Linked DNA regions of Arabidopsis thaliana: region 1 is linked to region 2. A link is a contact called in public ChIA-PET data. All regions are on one chromosome and are shown on one strand. The core of a region is the stretch at or near the end of the contact, and the rest is flanking DNA. Distances in the headings are between cores, read along the strand shown.

Evidence for each region. ChIA-PET counts read pairs in DNA pulled down with a chosen protein or histone mark.
Region 1: an H3K4me3 ChIA-PET map of shoot shows a contact between it and region 2, with 13 read pairs. The contact joins the promoter of J8 here to the promoter of FDM5 in region 2. A contact is called at or near these places in 4 of 26 Hi-C or Micro-C datasets (callus, root and seedling), 1 of 2 datasets of contacts at active chromatin or transcription factors (shoot) and 1 of 3 other capture datasets (root).

Annotation. Positions count from the first base shown.
Region 1 is chr1:30,403,076-30,407,659 of TAIR10.1, forward strand. J8 (Chaperone DnaJ-domain superfamily protein) reads right to left here and starts at 1,638. Exons shown (of 3, transcript NM_106740.5): 1 at 1,232-1,638; 2 at 1,075-1,143; 3 at 428-967. The coding sequence starts at 1,474. The coding sequence ends at 788. AT1G80910 (vacuolar fusion CCZ1-like protein (DUF1712)) reads left to right here. Exons shown (of 10, transcript NM_106739.4): 9 at 51-265; 10 at 361-651. The coding sequence ends at 391. It overlaps AT1G80930 (MIF4G domain-containing protein / MA3 domain-containing protein), which reads right to left. Exons shown (of 7, transcript NM_106741.3): 3 at 4,351-4,454; 4 at 4,143-4,239; 5 at 3,737-4,038; 6 at 3,280-3,585; 7 at 2,264-3,052. The coding sequence ends at 2,699.
Region 2 is chr1:30,357,876-30,362,681 of TAIR10.1, forward strand. It overlaps FDM5 (XH/XS domain-containing protein), which reads left to right and starts at 1,774. Exons shown (of 9, transcript NM_001335009.1): 1 at 1,774-1,822; 2 at 1,996-2,021; 3 at 2,392-3,305; 4 at 3,391-3,572; 5 at 3,656-3,745; 6 at 3,883-4,167; 7 at 4,440-4,655; 8 at 4,751-4,806. The coding sequence starts at 2,405. It overlaps AT1G80780 (Polynucleotidyl transferase, ribonuclease H-like superfamily protein), which reads left to right and starts at 125. Exons shown (of 1, transcript NM_179584.3): 1 at 125-1,680. The coding sequence starts at 642. The coding sequence ends at 1,466. It overlaps PDE318 (P-loop containing nucleoside triphosphate hydrolases superfamily protein), which reads left to right. Exons shown (of 13, transcript NM_106725.5): 13 at 1-93.

The sequences.
Region 1 (4,584 bases), core at 388-2,887, 45 kb after region 2:
TCGTGAGTAGCATAAGCAAGAGTGTAACAAAATTGTCTCTGATTTCGTAGGAGTCTTTGCTTGCACTAAACAAGCTAAGGGAAGAAGTGGATACAGAAAAAAACCGCTCGAAGCAAGAGAAAGACATGGAAATATGCATTCGAGCGAAGAACAACACATGGGTCATCGCGCGTCTAAACAGAGGTAAAGAGCTTTACATGGCTTTAGAGAAAGCAAGTGAAACTCTTCTTGATGCTACAGACTCTGTCCAAAGATTCAGCAACAGGTAAAACTTTTTAGTTACTACTACTACTAAAGTACTAACCCATGAATTAGGGTTTCCAAACAAAAAAAATGAAATGATGTTGCCAATTTCTTCAGGTACTGCAGCGGGGCATTCCCCATGGATTAGATTCTGCAATTGTTTGTTTTGATAGAAGTTGCAAAGGAAAGTGTTTTTGAAGTGTTTTGAGATATGTTTTAGATTTTCAATTATAAGATATAAAAGAAACCGTTACAAAGAATGAGAATTTGGTGACTTTTGTATCCACAACTAAAAGTAAACGTGGAACTTGACCCTTGACGGTTTGAATAAAACCTTCGCTTAATCTCAAAGATTAGTTCCAAAATCAGGAAAGCTAAAAACGCTTTTACACAAAGGAGAGATTACTTTATTCACATTTAAGCAATCATTATCCGAGACAAATTTCACTTATTTACATTGTTGTGCTTTTAGTCTCTCTCTGATTGTTATTTATACACATTTGGATGATTTCTTTCGAAATTAATTAGTGAAATCATTCGTTTATCAAGCGTAAGGATTAACGTGAGAGGAGTAATCACGGGTTCCTGCTCCCTCCCATCCCATCCATTCTTCCCACGTGTCGCAATCTGGATCATTCATTCCGTTCAATCCCTCGTCGTATACATCGAACGGCTCAAATTCCTCCGTCCCTTCCATCTGATTTTTAATTTGCTTCAACACAATCTTCAAAGAAAAAAAAACAAAGAGATCAATTTTCATTACAAAAGCGAATTTAAATCTGTTTTAAGTTAACCAAAAAGCATAGTTAGCTTTCATAAGCACACGCTTACATCGTAAGCTTCGTTAATTGTCTGAAACTGTACCCCACAATTGCTTCCTCTACAAACATCAGGATGATACTGCAACAATCAAATCAAAATCGATCAGAAAGATGTCAAATTTTAAAAACCCAGATCTAAGATGATTGAGCTAAACAAAAGGTCAAACCTTTTTAGCGAGTTGTCTGAAAGCTTTCTTGACCTCGTATTCAGATGAATCGGGTCGGATCTTAAGAGTCTTATACGGATCCATTACAGAAGATGAAGAAGAACAAACGACTTTTGATCTGTTGAGCATCTTCGTGTTCTTTCTTCTGCTGTTTTTTAATCGAAACGACGAAGATGATGAAGAAAACGACGATCCTGGTAGACCCGAAAACCCGTTTCCTCCGATCGTTAAAGCAATTGTCATATTTTCTTATGCCGGTGGTTCACAAGATGGAATCAAAGAGAAGATTATGATTTGTAAAAGAAGACTGAAATAAAGGAGAGTTTTTTTTTTGTTGGTAACTCGAAGATTCAATCAATAATGGATTTTAGGATTTAATGGATTGGATAAAGAGAGGAAGCGGGATTATTTATAAAGAAAGGAAACGGTGACTCATCTCAAAGTGTCCTTATCCATAACGCTACCGATTTCCACGGCCAAATTGTTTTTTACTATTTTTACACATACAGTAGATTTATAAATAAAAAAAAAGTTATCCATCCCAACCTTTTTGTTGTTATGTTTAAAAAAGTTTAATATTGTTTTCCAAAAATAAAAAAAGCATCTACTTTGTTCAAAGTTATCTACTTTATTGAGGTCTTAATTCTGGTATGGCTTAACAAAATGTGAAAGACAGAGGAAATGGTTGATAGGTTGTTGGTACTTGGCATGTGTTTAAAGTTGTAGTTAAGTACAATTCAGTTTTCTTTACTAATTAAGTATGTTTTAGATACTGTGGGTAGTAGATTCACGCTAAACTAAGAGCACCCAAAACTTTTTATTTTAAAAAGTAATAAACCATTAGTACGATTTGGAAAGCTTTGCACCACAGTAATACTTTGAGACAATTTGAAGAAATAGTTTTTAAGATATATGTTTTTGGAATTGTGATATTTTGACTTTGAAATCAGTGAGAAAGACCGATCATAATATCCGTTCTTATCCAAAAAACAAAATTATTTGAAGAACAAATATACGAAAAAAAGATTCCTTGGCAATTTGATACTTTTCACCATTTAAAATATCTCATGATTCCAATCAGAACACGCAAATAAATTTGGATCACAAAATGTACCCAACAAAAATATACATCTATGGTCCTATTGATCAAATTTATCTTAAACAGTTTAACAATTTTAATACAAAGCTATTATATAGAGAACTTAGCTAATTTCCCATAAAAACCATAGCAAATTATATAAAAATGTCTTATAAAACATTTAGACAACAACAAACAAAAACATTTCCGTTCACAAACCTTCCACTGTCTATTCTCTTGTCATCAGGTTATTGCGTAATTGATATGCAAGAACAGCACCAGATGATTGCTCAGTGAGTTCTCAAGAAAATTCAAGTTGAAATAGCCAAAACAAGATGTGAAATTTCAAGAAATTTGCTGGAGTCTGGAGACAGCAAGCAAAACAGTCTTCATGATCTTCTTCTTCGCTTCCTCTTTTCTCTGTCGCTTTCATCCGAACTAGAAGAAGATGATGAGCCTGACTCAGATTCAGACTCGGAATCAGAACTGTCAGATCCAGATGATGATCCTGATTCTGATTCCGCAACTTGCTTCTGCCGTTGCATGATGAGGCTTGGCATGTTCTTCAGATACTCTCTCAGATTCTCTGTGATGCCTCCAAGACCAATGGACGTAAAGAAGTTGATTGCAAACCTCGTGTTCTTTGGATTATCCTTAGGGAATATAGATTCAAGTGATTCCTGCATTGTTGGATCCTGAAGCCTCTCATTAAGCAGCCTAATCCCCAAGTGTTCTGACAATTCCTGCAAAAAATGCAAACCAAACAGTCTCAAATACCAATTTTCCACACCTTAACAAAATTTATCAGCAGAGCCCTAATTGTGATGTAACATATCCATAATTTCATAATTCATATGAAACAAGAAATTAATCAATCACATGAACATATCTCCAATCAAATTAATGAGATGAACAGCTCTGAAATTGAGTTTCATGAAATAGTCAAATGAGTTCTGAAGATTCTAGTTACCTGGAATAGGATCTTAATGAAGATACGAGATGAGGAAGTAGTGTCTTCCTCGGTTAATCGAATGTAGGCAAGCACATGCCAGGGGAGAGCATCTGTGCCCAGTAAATGGGCAAAAAACTTAGCCACGTTACGCAATTTGTTTGTCTCAAGACGGTGAATCATGGAATACTGCTGAACAAAGCATTTCTCAAAATTCTCTTGATGAATTTTGTTGATCATACAGAAACGCTGACCCAACAATCCATAGTAACGCAGATATGTTCTCTCCTGAGAGCAACATTCCAGGAGCATTATGCATAGTTCCATCTGCAACATTGATTGGATAAGAATGTCATAAGACTTCTGTACTTGCAGAAAGTCACAAACTTTAAGATGGATTCATTTCAACATTAAACAATAAAATAGAAAAGCAGAAAGCACAGGAAAATATAGAGTATCCGAATTTGGAAGAAGTTACCTCTTGACCTGGTTCAAGCTTAATTTTAAGTAATTTGTGACCTGCTTCTTCAAAATCAACACTGGACATTATGGTCAGGTAGATTGTCCTTCTAAGATTAACAAGATTAGTCTCTGTTTCGTCTCTTATTCTCATTTGTTCTTCATCTTCTTCATCAGACTCATCTTCCTCCTCATCGTTATCCTCTGAACTAGCATCAGAGCCATCTTCATCCTCAGACTCTTCGTCACCGAGTAACTCTTTCTTCAGCGCCTCATATTTCTTTTCGTTCTCCACGAAATCAGGATCAGGTTTGAAAATATCTTCAGTCAGAAAAATGTAGAATTAAGAGCAGTTTCAGTACTTCCAAAATAATAACCGCTCTCTAGAGCATGGAGTAAACTTTAAAATACAATACCAAGCTTACCAAGAGCAGTTTCAGGATCAATTTCATGATCAAGAGAGAGATCATGCGAATATTTTTCTTCAACAAGATCTAGCTCAGGACGAACGGCCGGATGTCCCTGAAAGTAAACCATCAACAAGATTTGCTATCCGTGACAATAAGCATACTGCTACATCTATCACAACCCAAAATATCAGATTCGAATTCAATGTGTCAAGGAGTAAATTACCTGAAATTTCGCCTTCCTAGTAGCAAAGAGACTTTCAATCAAATACTGAACTCTCTTATCTATCTCTCCCTCGTGCAGTATACCACGAAACCTCTCAAAAATCCCTGTATTACAAAAACTAGAAGAGCTTAAACACGAAAATAAAAGGAAGAGCCGTGGAAATATAGAGCATGTATGCCATGAAAAATTGCTGAAGTCCGAAATGAAACAGCTAAGACACACAACCAAATTTCA
Region 2 (4,806 bases), core at 524-3,023:
ATGCATTATATATACATAGCTATTTCTCTCCTCCCTTGTTAGTAGTGGATTTGGTACGCATATATATATATACATATATAAGTTTTAGCAATAATGCAGGATTAGATTGTTTTTAAAAAAAGAGAAAAATGTTGCCAAAGGAAAATTGTGACGCACAAAAAAAGGAACGATCCTGAAATTGTCAGAAGTAGACAGAAACAAGAAAACTTGTGGAGAACAATAAAATATCGGATTCAGAACAGAGATTAAAAAAAAATATTAAAAAAATAGAAATCGATAAGTAATAATAATATTATCTCTTCTTCTCTGCTTCCATTTTGGGTATCGATAAACCACCACATCCTTCCCTGAAACCCTAACCACAACAATCGCCGCCGTCTCTAGAAATATCCATCCACCTACTTCGGCTTTGTTTATCAGGTTCGATATATCTATCACCACCGCCTTCTTATCTCAATTTCTGTGTTTGATTTTTGCTTTGTTGGTGTTTGATTTTACCGCAGATTTTGATGAAACCAGATCGGGTCTTCCTCTAGATCCGTTCTAGGTTTTCTATTTCCACCGTCTTATCATTATCATCATCATCAATTCATCATCATCATCAATAATCCAGATGCTCACCAAATTCGTCATTCATAGACATGTCTCTGTTTCTGAAAGACGATTCGATTCAAATTCGCGAAGTCTGGAACGATAACCTTCAAGAAGAAATGGATCTGATCCGAGATGTCGTCGACGACTTCCCTTACGTCGCCATGGACACTGAGTTCCCCGGCATCGTCGTCCGACCTGTCGGAACTTTCAAATCCAACGCTGATTACCACTACGAAACCTTGAAGACGAACGTCAACATCCTCAAGATGATCCAGCTTGGCCTCACTTTCTCCAATGAACAAGGCAACCTCCCTACCTGTGGCACTGACAAGTATTGCATCTGGCAATTCAATTTCCGAGAATTCGATCTCGATTCCGATATCTTCGCTCTCGATTCCATCGAGCTTCTCAAGCAATCAGGCATCGACCTTGCCAAAAACACGCTAGACGGGATCGATTCCAAGAGATTCGCAGAGCTCTTAATGTCCTCCGGGATCGTCTTGAACGAAAACGTGCATTGGGTTACATTCCACAGTGGGTACGATTTCGGATACTTGCTAAAGCTCTTGACTTGCCAAAACCTGCCGGATTCGCAAACAGACTTCTTCAAGCTCATCAACGTTTATTTTCCGACCGTGTACGACATTAAACACCTGATGAAGTTCTGCAACAGCCTTCACGGTGGTCTCAACAAGCTTGCGGAGTTGCTGGAAGTGGAGAGAGTTGGGATCTGTCACCAAGCTGGTTCGGATAGTTTACTCACGTCTTGTACTTTCAGAAAGCTCAAGGAGAATTTCTTCGTTGGTCCGTTGCACAAATATTCTGGTGTTTTGTATGGATTAGGTGTTGAAAATGGTCAGGTTGCTATCTAGCAAAAAATTAAATAAAAAATTTCCTGAAAACTATTTTCTCTCTTTTTCCATTATAAGAATGCATCATCAGACACTTATAACTCCACAAAATGTAGGATCTAAATTCAAAATAATTTAATGAAACATGAAAATGAAGAGGTATGATCACAATTGTCTGAAAGTTGAACTGTTTTGTGTCTGAAAATAAAGAGGCGAATGGGAAAAATGTTAGTTACCGTATGGATATGGTTGCGTGGGCCTAATATAAGGCCCACTGTTGCTATTGGATAGGGCCATTAAATTGCAATCAGCGTTTAGTTGGTATTATTGAATCTCAAGCCTCTTCTTCGCGCAAGCTTCGGTCATCATCATCTGAGGTTAGTGACTTGACACTCTTCTTCTCCGACGATTCTGAGGTTCATTTTCGTGACATACGGGGTTTCTATGTGATTACTGAGAACTTTGCCTTTCGCGCCGGTTCTCGTTGATTTTTTTTTTCGATTTAGGTATTTCCATGTGAGACTAACATTTGTGGCTCGTTTACTCGCAGATCAAAGGGACAGAGAACGTGTCTGGGTAAGTTTTAATGGTGTTTCTGGGTTATTGCTCTTATTTCCTAGTTGCGAATCTGCTGATTTGGTGAAGGATATAGCGTTCTAGGTTTTTTTAACTTGGTGTCTGTGATAGTAAACGCATTTACTAGTTATTGTCAAGATTTTGATTACTTACATCGTTGTGACCATCATTTCGATTGGTCTTCATATGTGCTTTTGCCTGTTCATTTATCTAATGGTTCTCTTTGTTTTGTTTGGCATAATAAAAGTCCAACTCTTAGTTGCTTAATTTCTTCTATTCTAACATGACTCTTAGAATTCTCACTACAGAACCTGTTTTGTTTCTTAAATCTGTTTTTCGTCAACTAATCCTATAAATCTGGTGATTACAGGCCACCTACTAGGATGGATAACAGTTCTGATGAAGAGTCAGAGATCAGTGAGTCTGAGATAGATGTCTATTATGAAAAACCTTACGAGAAACTGATGAATGGGGATTACAAGGTTAAGGTGAAGGACACATTCAGGTGTCCCTTTTGCGCTGGGAAGAAGAAGCAGCATTACAAGTATAAGGAGCTACTTGCTCATGCGTCTGGTGTTGCCAAAGGATCTGCGAGTAGAAGTGCTAAGCAAAAAGCAAATCACTTTGCGTTGGCTAAATACATGGAGAACGAGCTTGCTGGTGATGCTGATGTCCCACGCCCACAAATCCCCTCTTCCTCAACGGAGCAGTCTCAGGCAGTTGTGGATGACATTTATGTCTGGCCTTGGATGGGGATTGTCATCAACCCTGTAAGAAGAACTGATAACAAGAATGTGCTCCTTGATTCAGCCTACTGGTTGAAGAAGCTCGCTAGGTTCAATCCTCTTGAGGTGAAAACCCTTTGGCTTGACCAGGAATCCGTAGTTGCCGTCATTCCTCAGTTTAACAGTGGTTGGAGTGGGTTTAAGAGTGTCACAGAGCTTGAGAAGGAATATGAGATTAGGGGCTGCGGCAGAAAGGACTGGATTGATAAAAGAGGAGACTGGAGGTCTAAGGCTTATGGTTGGTGCGCACGTGCAGATGACTACAACTCTCAAGGGTCGATAGCAGAGTACCTGTCCAAAGTAGGAAAACTGAGAAGTTTCTCTGATATCACCAAGGAGGAAATTCAGAATAAGAGTATTGTGGTGGATGATCTAGCAAATAAAATTGCTATGACAAATGAGGATCTGAACAAGCTCCAGTACATGAACAATGAGAAAACGCTCTCTCTGCGGAGGGTTCTCATAGAGAAAGACGAGCTGGACCGAGTTTATAAACAAGGTTTGTACTGAAAACTGATTGCTTGTGTTTCACCATGGCTGCATCCGAGTTTATGTTTGTGTCGTCTCTGTACTTTTTTCTCCAGAAACAAAAAAAATGCAGGAGTTATCGCGGGAGAAAATAAACAGGATCTTTAGAGAAAAAGAGAGGCTAACCAATGAACTGGAGGCTAAGATGAATAATCTGAAGATTTGGTCCAAACAATTGGACAAGAAGCAAGCATTAACTGAACTGGAGAGACAAAAGCTTGATGAAGACAAGAAGAAGGTAATATTTTGTCATTATAGTATACTTATGCGTTGATGTTTCCAGTGTACTGATGATCTTTTTGTTTTCCTTTGTTATGGCAGAGCGATGTCATGAACAGCTCCCTCCAGTTGGCTTCCCTGGAGCAGAAAAAGACAGATGATCGTGTCCTAAGACTTGTGGATGAACACAAGGTCTGTTTTCAGTAAATGGTCAAACTAGATTTATCTGTGCGTGTCAAATTCCACACAGTTTAAAAAAAAAAAAAGTTCCAAAAAAAGATGTCTTGTTTGCGTTTAAAGATTCCAACATTCTTCTTTCTGAACTCCAGAGGAAAAAAGAGGAGACGTTGAACAAGATCCTTCAGCTTGAGAAGGAGTTAGACAGCAAGCAGAAACTTCAAATGGAGATTCAGGAGCTGAAAGGAAAGCTGAAAGTCATGAAGCATGAGGATGAAGATGACGAGGGCATTAAGAAGAAAATGAAGAAGATGAAGGAAGAGCTAGAGGAAAAGTGTTCTGAGTTACAAGATCTAGAGGATACTAACTCGGCTCTCATGGTAAAAGAACGTAAAAGCAATGATGAGATAGTAGAAGCACGCAAATTTTTGATTACGGTAATATATTTTAAATGCTTCCATGTTTTTGGGTGCTAGTGTAATATGTAGAGTGAAATGTTGGTGACATGGTCAAACGCTAATCGGTTGAGAAATCTGTATGATGAGGATGCACAAGGGTGATTTCCCAACTGCTTTAGGTTTCTGTTAAACAGCGTTACAGATGCTCACCGTGATATAGGTCCATAATCTGTGAATAGTTCCGAGCGGCCATAATGGAACCTGAGCTGTGAATGATTAATTGTTTGCATGTTATGTTTTTTTTTTTTCAGGAATTGAGAGAATTGGTGAGTGATCGAAACATCATCAGGGTAAAGAGGATGGGAGAACTTGAGGAAAAGCCCTTCATGACAGCATGCAGGCAGAGATGCACAGTTGAAGAAGAAGCTCAGGTGCAGTATGCCATGCTTTGCTCGAAATGGCAGGAAAAGGTCAAGGATTCAGCGTGGCAGCCATTCAAACATGTGGGGACTGGAGACAGAAAGAAGGTTTGTTTATGGCTCATGTTACATGGAAATTCTTTTTGAGAAGCATTTGTCTGGAGAACTAGTAGTGATGGTGTTGTTATATGGAAATGGTACAGGAAGTGGTGGATGAAGAAGATGAGGAAATAAAGAAACTGAGAGAAGAGTGGGGAGA